3 separate regions of the Sus scrofa genome follow, and all the other regions are linked to region 1. Evidence: chromatin contacts called from public Hi-C data. All regions are on one chromosome and are shown on one strand. The core of a region is the stretch at or near the end of the contact, and the rest is flanking DNA. Distances in the headings are between cores, read along the strand shown.

What was found. A called contact is a pair of places that touch in the nucleus more often than the background predicts.
Region 2: a contact with region 1 is called in a Hi-C map of retroperitoneal adipose tissue, with 2.3 times the contacts expected there. The contact joins two enhancer-like sites. A contact is called at or near these places in 20 of 47 Hi-C or Micro-C datasets (brain, embryonic fibroblasts, fetal heart ventricle and 11 more) and 1 of 2 datasets of contacts at active chromatin or transcription factors (skeletal muscle).
Region 3: a contact with region 1 is called in a Hi-C map of subcutaneous adipose tissue, with 1.9 times the contacts expected there. The contact joins two enhancer-like sites. A contact is called at or near these places in 8 of 47 Hi-C or Micro-C datasets (embryonic fibroblasts, epiblast stem cells, fetal skeletal muscle and 4 more) and 1 of 2 datasets of contacts at active chromatin or transcription factors (skeletal muscle).

Annotation. Positions count from the first base shown.
Region 1 is chr14:111,111,332-111,114,404 of Sscrofa11.1, reverse strand. The region is part of intron 4 of LOC100152738 (dynamin-binding protein); the gene reads left to right. Among named protein-coding and RNA genes, the nearest start is that of CPN1, 100 kb to the left of the region's middle. Within about 2 kb of position 1,499, at least 25 of the 83 cell types and tissues checked have an H3K27ac peak or open chromatin away from gene starts, as enhancers often do. A contact at or near this core is called in omental adipose tissue, retroperitoneal adipose tissue and subcutaneous adipose tissue, where this site is marked.
Region 2 is chr14:111,024,169-111,027,241 of Sscrofa11.1, reverse strand. It overlaps ABCC2 (canalicular multispecific organic anion transporter 1), which reads right to left. Exons shown (of 33, transcript XM_021073710.1): 28 at 2,731-2,832; 29 at 1,740-1,883; 30 at 444-602. Among named protein-coding and RNA genes, the nearest start is that of ABCC2, 70 kb to the right of the region's middle. Within about 2 kb of position 1,566, at least 10 of the 83 cell types and tissues checked have an H3K27ac peak or open chromatin away from gene starts, as enhancers often do. A contact at or near this core is called in omental adipose tissue and retroperitoneal adipose tissue, where this site is marked.
Region 3 is chr14:111,182,204-111,185,276 of Sscrofa11.1, reverse strand. It overlaps CPN1 (carboxypeptidase N catalytic chain), which reads left to right. Exons shown (of 9, transcript XM_003483537.3): 9 at 2,212-2,487. The coding sequence ends at 2,370. Among named protein-coding and RNA genes, the nearest start is that of CPN1, 30 kb to the left of the region's middle. Within about 2 kb of position 1,561, at least 3 of the 83 cell types and tissues checked have an H3K27ac peak or open chromatin away from gene starts, as enhancers often do. A contact at or near this core is called in subcutaneous adipose tissue, where this site is marked.

The DNA of each region.
Region 1 (3,073 bases), core at 250-2,749:
GTGGGATTCGAGCCACATCTGCCACCTATACCACAGCTCACGGCAACGGTGGATCTTTAACCCACTGAGCGAGGCCAGGGATGGAAACTGTGTCCTCGTGGATCCGAGTTGAGTTTGTTACTGCTGAGCCACAATGGGAACTCCAGATACATTTTTTTTTTTTTTTTTTTGTCTTTTTGCTATTTCTTGGGCCGCTCCCTCGGCATATGGAGGTTCCCAGGCTAGGGGTCGAATCGGAGCTGTAGTCTCTGGCCTACGCCAGAGCCACAGCAACGCAGGATCCGAGCCACATCTGCGACCTACACCACAGCTCATGGCAATGCCGGATCGTTAACCCACTGAGCAAGGGCAGGGACCGAACCCGCAACCTCATGGTTCCTAGTCGGATTCGTTAACCACTGCTCCACTATGGGAACTCCAGATACATTATTTTTTTAAAAATATTTTTGGAGTTCCCATGGTGGCTCAGTGGGTTAAGAACCCGACTAGTATCCATAAGGATGCAGGTTTGATCCCTGGCCTCGCTCATTAGGTTAAAGGATCCAGCATTGCTGCGAGCTGCAGTATAGGTCACAGGCACGACTTGGATCCAATGTTGCTGTGGCTCTAGTGTAGGCCAGCAGCTGCTGTTCTGATTCGACCCCTAGTCTGGAAACTTTCATATGCTGCAGGTGGCGGGTTTGATCCCTGGCCTCACTTAGTGGGTTAAGGACCAGCATTGCCCATGAGCTGTAGTGTAGGTCGCAGACGCAGCTTGCATCTGGTGTTCCTGTGGCATAGGCCAGCAGCTACAGCTCTGATTAGACCCCTAGTCTGCCAACCTCCATATGCCAAGTGTGCAGCCCTAAAAAGCAAACAACAACAACAAAAAGACACAGAGCAAACCTTTTTGGGTGATGTTAAAATAATGGGAGCAAGATGATTTAACACTATACAGAATCGTGTTAGAATTGCCAATTTATGGACTTAATTTTGCTTCTAAAATTTGCTATTTCTTGGATCATCACTTATAAGATTTTTATAAAATATACTGTGCAAGGAAGCTGATTATTTATTTTATTTGCAAGAGTGACTCACTGTTAGTAGCAGACCGGGCCATGAACGCATGCTTTATAAACACACTTGTAACGTAGCAACAACTGCAAGAATGCTGATTAGATCCTGATCACTTCTCTTCTGTACTCTTGTCCAGTCAACCTTAATGTTTACTCTGTGTATCTGTATTTTCTGCTCTTGCTTTCAACTTGACATTGATGCATTCTTTCAAACCGGTAATGTCTCTACGTTTATTGTCAAGCTTTATTCTCACGGGAGAATTATAGTATTTTTCTCCTGTTTTCCAGATTTCTTGGCTGCTTTTTCTTAGGATTCAGAAAAACATATATATTTCCTGAGAAATGCTGGGAAGGAATTCCTATATGGAAACAACAGTCAGTTTAGCTCCACCTTAAACTAATTTTAAGGCTTAAAGTACCTTGGACCATGACGGTGTTAGAACCCCAGCTGTAATTTTGCAGGTGGGCTGGTCTAGTTATGATTCACCCTCATGAGTCCTTGGTAATCTTAGTGTATTTTAGAAAAGGTTTCCTTTTAGACTCCTTACCTTGCCATGGACTTTGAGGTTTTTGACTTCTCCCCAGAGGGCCTCTGAAACAAAAGCCGAGTTTGCTGGGACTGGTAGATGTCCCGGGGCAATGTAGTTTCTGTGGTTATTTACCTCTCTGGATTCTAGTTTCCCTTTTGGTTTTGGCCTGTACTCTGCCATCGTATTATTGTGTTGATAGTTTTAAGATTTTAAAAACAGTTCCTCCAACTTAAAAAAGCTTTCTTTCTGTGAGAAGATTGGTCCAAACAACCTAGACTTCAATTATTGGAAATAGAAAGTCCTACATTAGTATTTGCAGATAAGTCAGAGCTTGGTTCTGAGACTTAGGAGTTTTGAATTTGGAATTATTATGTAACGTCAGGGCAGAATACTAGGAAACATTTATATGAGTGCAGTTGGGGAATGAAATCTCTTCGGGGGCTTCAGGATGGTGTTCAGGACAGTCACGCATTCACTCAGCAAATGTTGGTTGAGTTTTTGCCACGTGCCGAGCACGGTGTTAAGGGCAGGATATGTAGAAAACAACAACAGCACAGATGTGCTGCTGTCTACGCTCCAGGAATTTATGGCCAAATGAGTTGCTAATTGATGAGTTAAAGCCCACATCAGTACCTTCGGAGTTCCAGTAGTGGCTCAGTGGTTAACGAATCCGATGAGGAACCGTGAGGTTACGGGTTCGATCCCTGGCCTTGCTCAGTGGGTTAAGGATCCGGCGTCGCCGTGAGCTGTGGTGTGGGTTGCAGACACAGCTTGGATCTGGTGTTGCTGTGCCTCTGGCATAGGCCGGTGGCTACAACTCTGATTAGACCCCTCGCCTGGGGACCTCCATGTGCCGCAGGAGCAGCCCAGATTTATCAAATCTGATAAATAGGTTGACTTCTGAAACAGTAGAAACATTCAAAGGTAGTGCACAGAGTTTCAGATTTCCCAGTATGTGTTGCTCTTAGAAACTCTAGTTAGGAGCACCTCCTAAAGCTCTGAGGAAATCTCATTGGAGCATAGCATGGTCCTTTTCTTCCTCTAGGAGAGGCTCTCGTGCTTGAATGTGACACACAGTCAGGGTTGTACATTCATTTTTCTACTCAGCAAATATTTCATGAGCAGATGCTATGAGCCAGGCACTGGCTTATTACCTTGATTAATAAAAAGGACGCAGTCATAGTATATTTGTGTGTCTTTGAAACTCTCGTGATCGTACTGATATTGACCTATGTATCTACCTATTTATTTATTCACTTTTTGTCTTTTGTCTTTTGGGGGCTGCACTCTCCACATATGGAGGTTCCCAGGTTAGGGGTCGAATCGGAGCTGTAGCCGCTGGTCTACACCAGAGCCACAGCAATGCGGGATCCGAGCTGCATCTGCGACCTACACCACAGCTCACAAAAACTTTGGATCCTTAACCCACCAAGCAAGGCCAGGGGTCAAACCCACGTTTGACCTATGTATTTAATCACATTGTCTGTC
Region 2 (3,073 bases), core at 317-2,816, 87 kb after region 1:
AAGCACAACATCCCAAGATACAAAATTCATTTTTGTAAGTTCTGGAAGCAGTACGTCTTAGGGAGCTAGCTTAGATGTACTGGGTAGACAGCAGAAATGACATTGCTAAATGAACATCCATCAAGAAAGGTTTCTTGTGGCGTTCCCATTGTGGTACAGCGGAAATGAATCCGACTAGGAACCACGAGGTTGCGGGTTCGATCCCTGGCCTCACTCAGTGGGTTAAGGATCTGGCATTGCCATGACCTGCGGTATAGGTTGCAAATGTGGCTCAGATCTGGCGTTGCTGTGGCTCTGGCGCAGGCCAGCAGCTGTAGCTCTGATTCGACTCCTAGCCTGGGAACCTCCAATGTGCCATCAGTGCGGCCCTAAAAAGACAAAAAGACAAAGAAATGTTTCTTGCACAACAAGCTGGGAGTGACAGTGTAAGTTGCAGAGCTCACCTGGGGGATGATGGTCAGCTTCTCTCGGAGGTCGTGGAGCCCAATGGAAGCAATATCCACCCCATCGATGGTGATCTGGCCTCCTGCAGCCTCTAGGATTCTGAAGAGGCTGTTGGTCAGGGATGACTTCCCAGCTCCTGTCCTGCCCACTACACCGATCTGTAAATATGAGTCCTTTGCAGGTTAGTTCACCTTTCATAATCGCAGGTAGAAAAAGACAGTGATTTATCTAAGATGTTAAACTGGTTTCGGTTTGGGTGGGGAAAAGTGCCCGGAAAAGATGGCTTTTCCCATCCCGCTTCCTAATTCACTGCTTGCTGAGAACTCTGGGGACTGCTGGAAACGGACATATCAGCAGCTGTTGTTATATTCATTTGAATTATATATTTTTTATTGTTTGCTGGAATTTATGCAACATAGTTTTTAAAATATTTTCCTGCACATTTTCTTTTTTAAAAATTTTTTATCATAGTCGATGGAAATTATAGATTTTTTTTTTTTTTTTTGGTCTTTTTGCCTTTTCTAGGTGTGGCATATGGAGGTTCCCAGGCTAGGGGTCTAATTGGAGCTGTAGCCGCCGGCCTATGCCACAGCCACAGAAACACCAGATCTGAGCTGCGTCTGTGACCTACACTACACCACAGCTCACGGCAATGCTGGATCCTTAACTCACTGAGCAAGGCCTGGGTTCGAACCCACAACCTTATGGTTCCTAGTCAGATTCGTTAACCACTGAGCCAAGGCAGGAACTCCGGAAATTACAGATTCTTAAAAGTCCTTGTTTAGAAGTGAGGAGAAGGGAAGGATCAGGCCTGCCATCAGTGAGAACCAGACACTTATTCAGCATCCTTACCCTTTGTGGTCCTATATCAGACCCTAATTCCTCAGAAAACAAGAACACATAGGAGGGCGCAGGACTTCGCAGACGAAGGAGAACTAGGCCTTTCTTTCTGCAGGGACAACCTCTTGTCACTGTTCCCACAACTTCCTTCCTTCCTGACTTCCCCTCTATGAGAGGCTCTTACAGGAAACGAACCCTGCCAGCCACAGAAGGATGCCGGCAGGGAGGCAGGGAAGGGGCAAGGGAGAAAGACTTTACAGCCCAGGCAGAGCTTCTGTTTGATCCCATGTCAATATCCTGCCCTCTGGTGGTGGCTCTCTGTCCCTACACCTCCCCAGGGCAGAGGAAATGCCCCGACAGCTCACTTCACCAAATAATGAAAGCCCAGAGTCCACAGTTCTCCACTTCTGTGTCCACAAGGACTCACACCCAGGCCTTTCTTCAGTTCCACCTACCTTCTCTGTGCTCTTAATGTCACAAGTGATCCCTTTCAGCACCAGATCCAGCTCAGGCCTGTACCGCACTTGGTAGTTGCTAAACTGGATCTCCCCTTTGCTGGGCCAACCGTCTGGAGGCCTCTTATCAGTCACCCAAGGTGCCTGGCAAGGAAACAGGAGAAATGCTTTGCATGGTGACAACTCACTCAACTCTCCCGTGGGACTCTGGCTCAGAACAGGGTGGCAGTGTCCCAGCCACCTGTGGGCATCTGCGTTGAATAGACTGAACTAAAATGGTACTTCCAGAAGGTTCTTACCTTACTCAATTAAAGATATCCCTATCCTGGTGTTCTCGCTGTGGTGCAGTGGGTTAAGGATCCGGCGTTGCTCTATGGAGGTCCAGAATGAAGCCACCATTTTCTATTTTTTGGCTATGCTTATGGCATGTAGAAGTTCCTGGGCTAGGGATTGAACCCCCACAGCAGCGACAACACTGGATCCTTAACCCACTGAGCCAGCCACCAGGGAATTCTGAAGCCACCATTTAACGTGCTCCATCCCAAGACCTGAGTGTCCCCTAACCATTTCCTATTTTAGGTTTTAAGAAATTAGGTCGTTTGAGTTACACAAAGGGGAATTTTCAGAGAACTTTTATGACCCCATGTGAAATCTCTAGATTAGGTAAAGACGTCTCTTTTTTTTTTTAGGGCCGCACCCACAGCGTATGGAAGTTCCCAGGCTAGAAGTTTAATTGGAGCTACAGCTGCCAGCCTACACCACAGCCACAGCCACGCAGGATCCGAGCCGCGTCTGCAACATACATCACAGCTCATGGCAACGCCAGAACCTTAACCCACTGATCGAGGCCAGGGATCAAACCCGCATCCTCATGGATACTCGTGGGCTTCATTTCTGCTGAGCCGCAATGGGAACTCCAGGTGAAGATGGATTCTTGACACAGTCACTTTTCTTTTTCCCTTGTCCCTGGGCTCTCCTGACTCCTCCTTACCTCATTTTCCACATGTATGTATTCATTTATTCGCTCAACAGCCACAATGTTGGTCTCGATTTCTGACGTCATCCTCACCAGCCAGTTCAGGGTTTGTGTGATCTACAGAAAAACCAGAAGACTAAAGATCATCTCAGGTTCAGAAACCAATCCAACTAGTTAAACTGCAAGGTCCATCTAGTGCCCACTTGGTAGCCAGCACTGTGCCAGGCTCTACAAGGGAGCAAGGAAATGTGTTAGTGACAATCCACGCCTCCTTGGGGTGGGGGGGAAATGAGGCCAGTGCATCTAGTGGCTGGAGGACGAGGAAGTGCTTGGCTGTGTGGTGCTCACACGAAAAGCA
Region 3 (3,073 bases), core at 312-2,811, 71 kb before region 1:
TTATCTCATTTAACCTTCATAACAACCCTATAAGGTACAATATACATTCCCATTTGTGCCTGAGGAAACTGAAGCTTAGAGAAGGTAAGTAATTTGTCCAATACCACACCCTAAGTGAGAGCCACAGCTCCAGGTTCTGTGGGGTTTCCAGGGCTGTCTTCTTAGCCAGTGTGTTACAGGGCCTCAGGCTAAGCTCACAACATGTGTTCGTAACCCCTTATTTTAACCAAGATTTAGGACAACGTGTTCTTTAAATCCTCTGAAAATTCCTCTGAAATTTCTAGACAGTTCCCCTTTTCCTCTCCCAATCCCCCCACTCCCATCTCTTGCAGCTTATAAATGACTTCTGCTGATAGATGCAGGAAGCAAATGGTAGCCCTTCCCTGGCAGTCTGTTACCTGGTCCCACTTTCCCAGCCATGGCATCCTCTTTCCCCCCACTTTTTCTGTTATCCCCCTGCTCCTCATCTACCCTAAAATCAAATGACTGTTAGGGAGCTGCTTGCAGAAGTCTGGCATTACATGTGAGTCTGTTCAGTTGCAAATTTAAACAACAGGCAAATCCTCTGGAGCGACAAATTCTGTTTCAAAAGACCTCACCTCCTTGATCATAGAGCCTTTAAAGGAATTAATATAACCCAGAGTTCCCCGTTGTAGTGCAGTGGTTAACGAATCCGACTAGGAACCATGAGGTTGCAGGTTCGACCCCTGGCCTCGCTCAGTGGGTTAAGGATCCGGCATTACCGTGAGCTGTGGTGTAGGTCACAGACACGGCTCGGATCCTGCGTTGCTGTGGCTTTGGTGTAGGCCGGCGGCTACAGCTCCAATTAGACCCCTAGCCTGGGAACCTCCATATGCCGCAGGAAGTGGCCCTAGAAAAGGCAAAAAGACAAAAAAAGAAAAAAAGAAAAAAAGAAAAGAAAGAAATTAATATAACCCATCATTATATCAAATATAACTCAGAAGGGGGGAAAAATCTGTCTTTTGGATACAATTCTCAGATACAGTCACAACTGAGCATCCACTTGTTGATCCCAGTTGAGACACTTCCCATGCTGAAGCAGAGATCAGTCTGGTTGAGGGGAGAGAAAAGAAAAAAAGATTGTTTATCAGGGGATTTTCATGCTATGATTAAAACCCTTTAAAGTTTCGCCGAGAGTCCAGTGTTTTCCCCTTGGCTTCCCACAGCCTCCCCATGTCCCACCCCTTTCATTTCCTCTGTCCTCTCCTCACTTTGTTGTCTCTCGCTTTCTCTTTTATCTCACTTTTGTTGTTGTTGTTGTTGCTTTCCTAGATCTTTCTATTCCTGTATAGGACACAGTACCGATACAGTGCTATTGGCTTTGATTTCCCCCACTTTGGGGGAACTAGTGGGAAAGCTGCCTGTAGTGTTTTTTTTGTGGAAGGGGCAAGAAAGAACCCCATGAAGAGGTCTGGCTGTCACATGTTTTCCAACTCCCAGCTGGCTTCTGCAGCTCAAACAGTTCCAAGGGCCTGAAAGCAAAGGATGCCTCCAGAGAGTGTGGTTAGAACACGGCCACGCCCTTGCCTTTCCCTTCCTGGGACGGTTCTGTGCTCTTGCAGCGCCAGCAGATCCCACATTTGTCTGTCAGAAGCATCTTTACCTCTGTAGGCCACAGCCAGCAGGGGTGTTCCGGGATGTCGCTAGAAACAGTGCATTAGTGCACAGGGACATTCGGATTTTAAGAATCCATACTAACGGTGTGTGTCATCACTACTCTCTGCATTTCCAAACAGTTATAAGTGTAGTTCTGAAGGTCTGAGGCATTCTTTGGCCTGCCTGAGCACAGCACCTGATTCACACAGTCAACCCAAAGGGGATTATTATGACACCGTCAATTTTAGGTCATGCCCTGAGCAATAATATCAGTAAAATCATGGTTCGAGGTGTAGATATAATTTTTTTTCTATTGCATATGCGATAAAGGTTTATTAAGTTCCTCTAGATACACCCTATGTATCCACCATGATTATGCGCCACATTGGGGGGACTATTAGCCAAGCCTACGTGGCACTGCCAGTGCTGTCCTGGGCAGTTGCTGTCATAGTCTCCCCAGTCCTTTGTCCTCAGAACCTGAAACCATGGTAAAACTGGTCCAAACTGGTCTTCCCCCACTTTCAATTCTAGGAAATGGAAAACTAGCTCTTCTGCTCTCCTAGCTGCTGCTTCTTTTTTTTTTTTCCCCTGCAGGTTAACTTCCAACTCAAGAGAAGCACCCCTCCAGCAGCCCCTAAGAAAAGAGTTCCCAACTCAGGGCAGAGAGTCAAGGTCTTACCAAAGAAAGTGCAGCCCCGAGCAGCTAGGAAAAAAGAAATGAAGAAGAAGCAGACCCAGAGAGCCCCTGCCTGAAAGCCACAGTGCCCAGGACAACACTTTAGATAGGCTTTGTTCTGCTCATCCATCAGATGAAGCATTTATTTTATTATCGAAAACATATTTAAATATAAACATATTCAGAACAGCTCAGAATGGTCTCCATCTGTTCCAGGGCTAAACCCTCTGCTGCAGTGGTGCATACACGCAATGGGGCCCGGGAAGAGTATCTGATTCTGGGGATATGGCTTAGGTCCAGCATGTCAGTCCCTGCTGTCTCCAGCGACTGGTTCCAGCTGGTTCGTCACTCTGTCTCTAGAGTCTAACACAGAGCCTGCAACATAGTAGGTACCTGATGAAGGTTTCTGGATGAACAGCTGAAAGGCTGAGATGACTCAATATTGATATTCCCATAGCAAGACCAAGTGACCAGTTCTGAAATCCTAGTGGGCCATTTCAGCAAGATCCAAATAGTTTCTTATTAAGAAAAGAATTTCACGGAGTTCCCGTTGTGGCTCAGTGGTTAACGAATCCAACTAGGAACCATGAGGTTGTGGGTTCGATCCCTGGCCTTGCTCAGTGGGTTAAGGATCCAGCATTGCCATGAGCTGTGGTGTAGGTCACAGACATGGCTCGGATCCCGCGTTGCTGTGGTTCTGGTGTAGGCCGGACTACAGGTCCAATTCAACCCCTAGCCTGGGAATCTCCATGTACCATAGGAGCAGCCCTAGAAAAGGCA